Regions from separate parts of the Mus musculus genome. Here region 1 is linked to region 2. A link is a contact called in public Hi-C data. All regions are on one chromosome and are shown on one strand. The core of a region is the stretch at or near the end of the contact, and the rest is flanking DNA. Distances in the headings are between cores, read along the strand shown.

Evidence for each region. Hi-C and Micro-C count contacts between places; a contact is called where the count stands out from the background.
Region 1: a Hi-C map of bone marrow-derived macrophages shows a contact between it and region 2, with 5 times the contacts expected there. The contact joins two enhancer-like sites. A contact is called at or near these places in 10 of 39 promoter capture datasets (the C10 cell line, cranial neural crest, embryonic stem cells and 4 more), 3 of 15 datasets of contacts at CTCF or cohesin (large pre-B cells, pro-B cells and stem cell-derived epiblast-like cells), 71 of 484 Hi-C or Micro-C datasets (the AtT-20 cell line, B cells, the BV-2 cell line and 35 more), 10 of 115 datasets of contacts at active chromatin or transcription factors (the 230-238 cell line, DN3 thymocytes, embryonic stem cells and 4 more) and 4 of 9 other capture datasets (adipose tissue, embryonic stem cells, liver and 1 more).

Annotation. Positions count from the first base shown.
Region 1 is chr14:45,229,154-45,233,051 of GRCm38.p6, forward strand. All of the region lies in intron 1 of Gpr137c (G protein-coupled receptor 137C), which reads left to right. Among named protein-coding and RNA genes, the nearest start is that of Gpr137c, 11 kb to the left of the region's middle. Within about 2 kb of position 2,463, at least 3 of the 459 cell types and tissues checked have an H3K27ac peak or open chromatin away from gene starts, as enhancers often do. A contact at or near this core is called in bone marrow-derived macrophages, where this site is marked.
Region 2 is chr14:44,978,905-44,983,283 of GRCm38.p6, forward strand. No RefSeq gene overlaps it. Among named protein-coding and RNA genes, the nearest start is that of Ptger2, 7.0 kb to the right of the region's middle. Within about 2 kb of position 2,802, at least 13 of the 459 cell types and tissues checked have an H3K27ac peak or open chromatin away from gene starts, as enhancers often do. A contact at or near this core is called in bone marrow-derived macrophages, where this site is marked.

The DNA.
Region 1 (3,898 bases), core at 1,213-3,712, 250 kb after region 2:
GCGGAGTATTCCTTGTTCCTTATCACTCCAGTCACACTATATGTCCTTCCTTTCAGTCCTTTGTACCATTCCCTTTTTAATAGATTATTCCCATGGTTTTTGATGCCTGGAGTGTTCTTCTTTTCTTAGTTACTCCTCTCATTTCCTGAGCAACAGTTCTTCAGAGAATCCTGAACACAACTATTCAAATACATCTCCCATTAATTTTACAGCAAAAAAATTTCAGCCCCAGTACCCCTTCCTCTTCTTTCTCTTCCCACTTAATTTGGCTTAAAACAGGGGTCCTACTTAGTTTAGTTTAAAACAATTTGAATGCTAAGAAGGGCTTTAAATAGAAAGATAGAGAATTGTGGTGACTGTGAATTCAAGATATCAGGTCTTAAGTAGACATCCACATTAACAGTTTCCTCTATAAGACAATATAAGAAAATAATCTGACTTTCCAAGAGAAAGAAGTGTGTATTTCTTTTTTTTTTATTACATTTATTGTGTATGTGTGTACTCAAATGTATAATTGTGAACATGCTGCAGAACATGTGTAGGTCAAAGAACAACTTTCAGTAGTCAGTTCTCTCCTTCTACCTTGTCAGCTACAGGGATAGAATTCAGGTCATCAGGTCATCCGCCCAGCCCAGAAATTCATATTTCTTAGAGTGGGGACTCTGGTGACCCTGGTACTTGCGGAGCAGACACAGGAAGATCAGGAGTTCAAGGCAAATTTCAGCCTAATTGTAAATTCCAGGATAGCTTGGGCTACATGACACTCTCTCAAAATTAAACAAATAGGAAATCTTGTAAATATTATTCGAGAAAGTATTGTTACTACTATTACTACATAAGGCAAGCAAAACATTTATGTGGGTCATTCCCAACACATGTAACTGCTGAATTTTACCCCCTCTTTCTCTTGTGTTTCTAGATGGTCTTTCTTTTTTACTTTTCTTAAATTATTTTCTGGATCATCTTTCTTAAAGTAATAAAACAACCAAATAAAGTCTTTATAATTTTCATGTAACAAACTGTGTTAGTTTTGTTTCCTATTGCTGCAATAAAAATAACTCTGACAAAGGCAACTTAGGTTTAAGGAATAGTTTATTTTAGTTCTCAGTTCCAGGCTGTAGTCCATCACTACAGGGAAGTCACAACAGTGGGAGCTTGGGGGCGTTGGTTATATCCAAAATTAGGAGCAGAGAATAATGAATGTGTGTGTGCTTCTAATGCTCAGCTCACTCTCTTCATTCAGTCCAAACCAATTAGAGCGGTAGTCCTCCACCTCCCTAATGCTGCGACCCTGTAATACAGTTCCTCCTATTATGGTGAACCCCAACCATAAAATTATTCATTGCTACTTCATAACTGTAATTTTGCTACTGCTGTGAATGGTAATATAAATATCTAATTTGTAGGATATGTGATATTGGCTTCCAGGGGTTGAGACCCACAGATTAGAACTGCTGGATTAATACAAGACCCCACCTTCAATGTGGCTTTTCCCATCTCCATCAACTCAATTAAGAAAATCTCTCATAAACCAGCCTAGTCTAGACAGTTCTACATTGAGACTCCCTTCATGGGTGAGTCTAGATTATGTCAAATTGACAAGCAAACTAACCATAACACAAAGCATTAATTACATTTTAATACTCATCAGTGTTAGTTCAAATGAAACTTGAGCAATTTATTCATTTCATCTCAAGTCTAACCAGGTATATATGAAGTACCATAGAACACAGGATATCTCATAAACATCTGCCTTCTACTACATTATAGGTTGTGCCATGCCAGAGTCTGGTTTACATTTATTTTAAGAACATTTTGCACACCCTTTATCTGCTTTCTAGAATAAGATGTAGATAGATATTTTAAATTATATGTTGTTTTGTTTTATGAAAGGATCTCACTGTATATTCTTGGCTGTCCTGGGAACTCATATAGACCAGATTGGCCTTAAACTCAACAGAGATCTGCCTACCAACTGCTGGAGTTAAAGGCAGACTAAAGGCACGACATCCAGTGATGTTCTTACAATCTAATTGACTTATAGATGCCAGTTTATCAGCATATTAATCACACTGTACAGTTTGTTTTTCCAGACTTCAGTTCTTCAGAGGTAAAAATGCTGTCTTTAAATTTTGTGCTATTTTCTCTGCTACTATGATGGACTTCCCAATTGTTGATTCAGTTATTTGGACTGCTTTGAGATGATGTAATATATTTAACAAGAAATGATTTTTTTTCTCCTTTGCAACCTTCTATTAAATTGTTTGGACAAGCATTTCCTCATTTTCTTTCTCTCATTTTGTGAAGCCTCTTAAAGAACAGAAAGTTGAAGACTTAGATTCTAATTCAGATTTTGACAAATCTATTCTGAAAGAACATTTAATAGCAGAGCTGATAGAATAACTTGTTTGAGTAGATACATATATTTAGCAGCAAGAGGAAGGAGAGTGGAGAGGTCATGTGATGACCTTCTAGGAGAATTACACATAAGTATGTCTTAAGAAGAGTAAACAGACTAGCATCAGTTGGGATTAAGGAACCTACTTTAAACAAGTTGTGGATTTTTTTTTTCAGGTTTCTAAACTAGAAGTTATCAGAATCCAGCTGGGACTTTAAATATGGAGGAATAGTGTAATTAAGAACTTGAACACTGCCATGTACAGAAACACATGCCTTTAGTCCCATCACTCAGGGCAGAAGCAGGAGGATCGCTGTGAGAAGTCATCCTGGTCTATATTCTGAGACTCTATCTCAAAACCAAACAACCAGGCGTGGTGGTGCATGCCTTTAATCTCAGCACTTGGGAGGCAGAGGCAGGTGGATTTCTAAGTTCAAGGCCAGCCTGCTCTACAGAGTGAGTTCCAGGACAGCCAGGGCCACGCAGAGAAACCCTGTCTCAAAAAAAAAAAAAAAAAGTTGAACACTAACTCCTGTATCGCAGTATATTTCCATGTTTAAAATAGAGCTACTTGTATCTATCTCAATGCTATAACTATTATACAAAATACTATTTTAAAATACAGAAAATAGTAAACAGAATACAATAAGACACAAAATGTTATTTACTGGTATGTTAGGTGGGAAAGGGGGCAAAGGAAGAGTGCATCCCTAAAAGTAAGGTTTTCTTCTGTCTAGTTTCTTACAATGAACTTTGAACAACAGTCACTTTTCTTAATCTATGATAATATATGTTGTGCCATTGTTTCCTACTGTATAGTGAAGAGGGGTTAGTAGTTATTAATTCCGGTTTTAGATGATGAACCGAGGTGTTAGGTTTATGGTGAAGCACATTAGAATTGAAATTCAAGTCGTCTGGTGTATAATGCTTTTTCTATCATGGTATGGTATTACCAGGTCTTAATCTGTTAGTGGTTATTGGTATTTGCATTCAAGCTATTTTGCCTTTAAGAAACCAAAAGATGAGCCGGGCATGGTGGTGCACACCTTTAATCCCAGCACTTGGGAGGCAGAGACAGGTGGATTTCTGAGTTCCAGGCCAGTTTGGTCTACAGAGTGAGTACCAGGACAGCCAAGGCTATATAGAGAAACCCTGTCTCGAAAAACCAAAATAAAACAAAAAACAAAAGGCGAGCCAGAGAGATGGCTCAGCAGCTAAAGTTATTTCTGACAAGCCCCCAGTGACCTGAGTTCGGTTCTCAGGGACTACATGGTAAAAGGAAAGAACTGACTTCCACAAGTTGTCTTCTAAAGTCCACAGAGCGTTGAAGCTGTGTCGTTGCCTATCTGCCTGCCTGCCTGTCTATACACAGAAATACATAAATAAATGTAATAAAAGAGAAAGAAGTCAAGATGAATGATACAACATTCCTTATTCTTCTCTGATCCACAGGATTGCCTATGTCTGATACAGCCTCATTGTCTCACAGAAATTGATATT
Region 2 (4,379 bases), core at 1,552-4,051:
ATAAGATAAACCCAGGAGTAAATTCATCACAGCATGGTGTTTTTTGAACAAGCAACGTGGCCATCAGAATACAAAAGGAAAATCAGAGACTCGTGGTAAATCAAAATATTACAACCATCACACATGTCAGGAAGATGCAGGAAAGATGAAACTAGATTCAGGTGGCAGGGAAAGAGAAATACCTGTTCAGTGGCTTAGGACTCATGGGATCTATCGTATGACTCATGGGATCCACCAGGTGACTCATGGGATCCACCAGGTGACAGGAATCTGTGTCCTTTCAGTTCCATGGCAGTTGACCACTTTCTGTCTCTGAGTTTCTGTGTTCCAGTAAACTCTTAGGAAAAGGGAAAGCACTATAAAAAGAGCGTTTGTCTTTTCCCTCTACATTCCCAGTGTTCCTGGACAATAGGGTATGGCTCCTGACTGAGATTCCCACGGATTTTAAAGAGGTTAAGTAAAAGCTAACTGTCTTTGTTACTTTTCTGTTGCTGTGATTAAACAAACTTACAAAAGCAGCATTTAAGGGAGAGAAGCTTACTTTGTTTTATAGTTGCAAGATACTCCAGAAAGTCAAGACAGCAGGAGCTTGAGAGCTGTTGTACTGACTGCAGGCAGGGAGCAGAGGAAGATGCTGTACTCAGGTCACTTCCTCCCTCTTACCCAGTCCACCTTCCAGTCACCCATAGTGGATGGGTCTTCCCATTTCAATTAGTCAAATCAAAATAGTCCCTCACAGGCATACCCAAAGGCTAATCTAATCTAGTAATACCTTACATAATAGAGCTAATAATCTAATAATCTTCCATGTGTGTGCCTAGAGGTGTGTCTCCTAGATGATTCCAAATGCTGTCAAGTTGATGATCAACAAACACTAACCACAGTGAAATCTATGAAGACAAGTTATTGATTTCATCTCAAGCCTACTTGCCACGTATTCCCAGACCTTCAGAAAAGTAGAACTTCCATAAACACCAAAACCTAAACAACCCCCACACTTACCAGGCAGGCATGCTAGATCAACACTTCTGAAAGTGTGGCCTGGACAAGCAACAGTAGCTTCATTACCTGGAAATGATCAGAAATGCAAATTTTAGCTCTGATGAGTCTAATCTCTGGATGAGACCAATCTCCTCTCACGTGACTGCCTGGAATGGACGGCTTTCTCTTCCCAGAACAGCCTCCAGGTGGAGCAAAGCTAAGTTAGCAGCTAACTGAGGTTGGGTTTTTGCAGTTTCCTCTTTCTGCCTTTCGGAATTGCCTAACTTAGTTAAAAGAATTAACAGGTCCCATCTGTAGTTGACAAGGGAAATATTCCAGTCTTTGAGAAAACCAAGGGCTCAGAAATCAGTCTAGTCTTGACAATCATCACAATGAAGGTTTCTAGTATTTACCATGTCCTAGAAAATCAAAAGACTTGATTTCTGTAGTTGTTTTTATTAGCAGAATACTAAAACTAAGAAGAATAACTAAGCACCATCAAGAAAATGAGAAGCCTATTTTCAGTCAAATTCATAAATTATCTTGATGGTTTCATACTTAGGATGCACTAGGAGCCTAACTGGAAACAGGAGACAAAGTTAAAAGTTGCACAGTCCAGTACACCTGTTACCAAGTGCTGCCATGTTAAGCTGTCCTGGTTACTTTTCTATTGCTGTAATAAGAGAGGTGAGCAAGACAACTTATAGAGCAACATATTTAATTAGGGGCTTAACGTTTCAGAGTTTTAGAGCAAGAACATTGGGTAGAAACTGCTGAAAACTCCCAACTTGATCTGGAAGTAGAAACTACTATTCAAGTCCTTTCTGTATAGTTTTTTTTTTTTCTTGTGGCTGTTCTAGTGAAAAAGGTGTTCAATGCACAGCTTGACACAATCTAGAGACCCTCCTGCCTCTGCCTCCTAGTCCACATTTCTTTCATCTGAAATGGGATTAAAAGCTCAAATTTCAACACATCTACCTATCACTGTGTGCTTTTTGTCTTGAGGATGCTTTGATAATTTAGAGGGCCAACATTGTTTTGAAATAATTTGACTTTGGGTTGTTAAACATTTTTCTGAGCTTATGGATTTTATTTTCTCTCTTTGAGAGTCTTTGGAACCTGGTTTTTACTTTATTCTTCAGGGACCAAGAGTTCAGGGATTAGAGCTATATCAAAGGTGAGGATTCTAATCAGAAATCTCATCCCATAAACTCTGACCTCAAAGGAAAGGCTGAGTCAGAAGTAAGAAAGTGACATGGAAAAAGGCTGTCATCTTAGGGGATATCACAGGCTATGATTTGGTAATTTCACAGGGCAGATTTAGTCCTATGAAGAGAAACTCAAATGTGGGGTGACAGCCCGATGGCAGAGCACTTGCCTAGCATAGACAAACAGAAGGAAAGGAGGGATGAAGAAGGAAGGGCCAAAGATGAGCAGTGCTACAGGCACACAAATGTTAAGAATGCTATTCCTAAGAATTGGAGTTAATCTAGCTGTTCCACCCCGGGAGCAATGCTTGCAGCTGACTGCAGTTCAGAAACTGGAAATGATTGTTCCTGTGTTACTTACTATACAGAGCAGACTTGAACAGTAGCAAAGACAGCAGCTGTGCCCATTTCATAGGTGCTTTAGAGCAGGAAACCTTTAGGAGATATTTCCAACTAAAAATGTTCAAGTGGTACCTCTGAGCTTTAAATTTGTATAGCTAGGTAAAATCAGATTGTTCTTGTTATTTTCCAATGAAGTTTTGAAGGTTTGGAAGTTGTTCCTCTAGAGGGAGCCCAAGCGCTTGAAAACTGAAAGTGAACCTCCCCAGGCATCTTTCCAGGGGTCAAGATTTCAGAGCTGCAGAGGAAAAGCCTTGAAAGATGCTACTGACTCGGAGACTCCTAGGCTCAGCCTCCGCCCATGAAGCAGATAACAGTACACAGAAATCTTCATGATCCTGCTAGCGCTGTGGCAACACACACCTGCACTCCTGAAAAGATCTTCCTAGTACAGGACCAATACCTCTGAGAATTTCTCATGCTCTTCCCACCCCGCTTTAGTCACCTTGATCGTTGCTTGGACCCTTGAAAACAGAAGAAGAAATAAAAACTTCCCAGTAAGCTGCAGCCTTTTGTTTTGCTTCTGGTTCTAAGTAGCTTTGATGGGGTACTGAAACTGGAGAGCCTGGAGGTTGAGGCTGTAAAGTGAGGCACTGTGCTTTCTCATTACAAATCCCAGCACAACACAAAACAGCACAACTCAGAGATCAGACTCTCCTCTTCTTGCAATTGCAAAGGGGAGCGGGATGTGGCTTTAGACAGTCTTCAACTTCACCCATTTTTTGGATTTGATTCTAAGATCCCAAATTCAGCTGCAAACTCTCTTTCCTATAAGCCACTTTTGCATCAAAGCTACTTAGAACCAGAAGCAAAACAAAAAGCTGCAGCTTACTGGGAAGTTTTTATTTCTTCTTCTGTCTTCAAGGGTCCAAGCAACGATCAAGGTGAGTAGAGTGTGGTGGGAAGAGCATGAGAAATTCTCAGAGGTATTGGTCCTGTACTAGGAAGATCTTTTCAGACTCTCCTAGAACTCTCTGGACTCACTGGCAAGAGATTGGTGAGTGTGACTATTCATCCTAGAGTCTAGATGTGGAAATGGCACATCAAACTCTTACTTGGGCATGGCTTACCCAGGAAGCTTGCTTTCCCCAAGCCTGGTGGATGAAATGAATGGATGCTTTTCTAGCTTGCCAGCTGTGGAGTCTTGCCCCAGACAGCTGCTGCACTCTCCTGCCTGCCTGGCGGTGCGGTGCCTCCTCTCCCGTCTGCCTTTCCCACTCAGCCTAGTAGCACCACTGCTGATTGTTATGCTTGGTGTTATCATTGTTCTAGAGATGATGAAGCTGGGACGATGGCTCAGTGGTTGAGAGCATTGGCTGTTCTACCTGAGAACCAAAGTTCAAGTCCAGCATTCACATGGCATTCACAACCCTCTGTAATTCCAGTCCCAGGGAATCTGATACCCTCTGTGACTCTGTAGGGCACCATGTGTATGCATGTGGTATACACACTTACATGCAGACAAAATACCCAAACAAATTATATGCATAAATAATAACTGATAGATAAATAAATGTCTGCATTCTAAAGACATCATAGTTGTTTAAAACCAAGAGAGGTCCAATGATACAGCAGGAATATGCTATTCACGATAATGAGTGAGAAATTACTGCCATAGACACCTTGGCTCAGCTTCCCCCAAACGCTGGAGAGTGAGGTGTCAGGGAAGTGTGACAGTGTTCTGTTACCTACTCTCTTCACTCAAGCTTCACTAACCTTCCACACAGTCCACGTGTTAGAATTCTGGTCTGCATCACATTCTCAAAATGTCCTTTTCTGGCCCATTTGTTC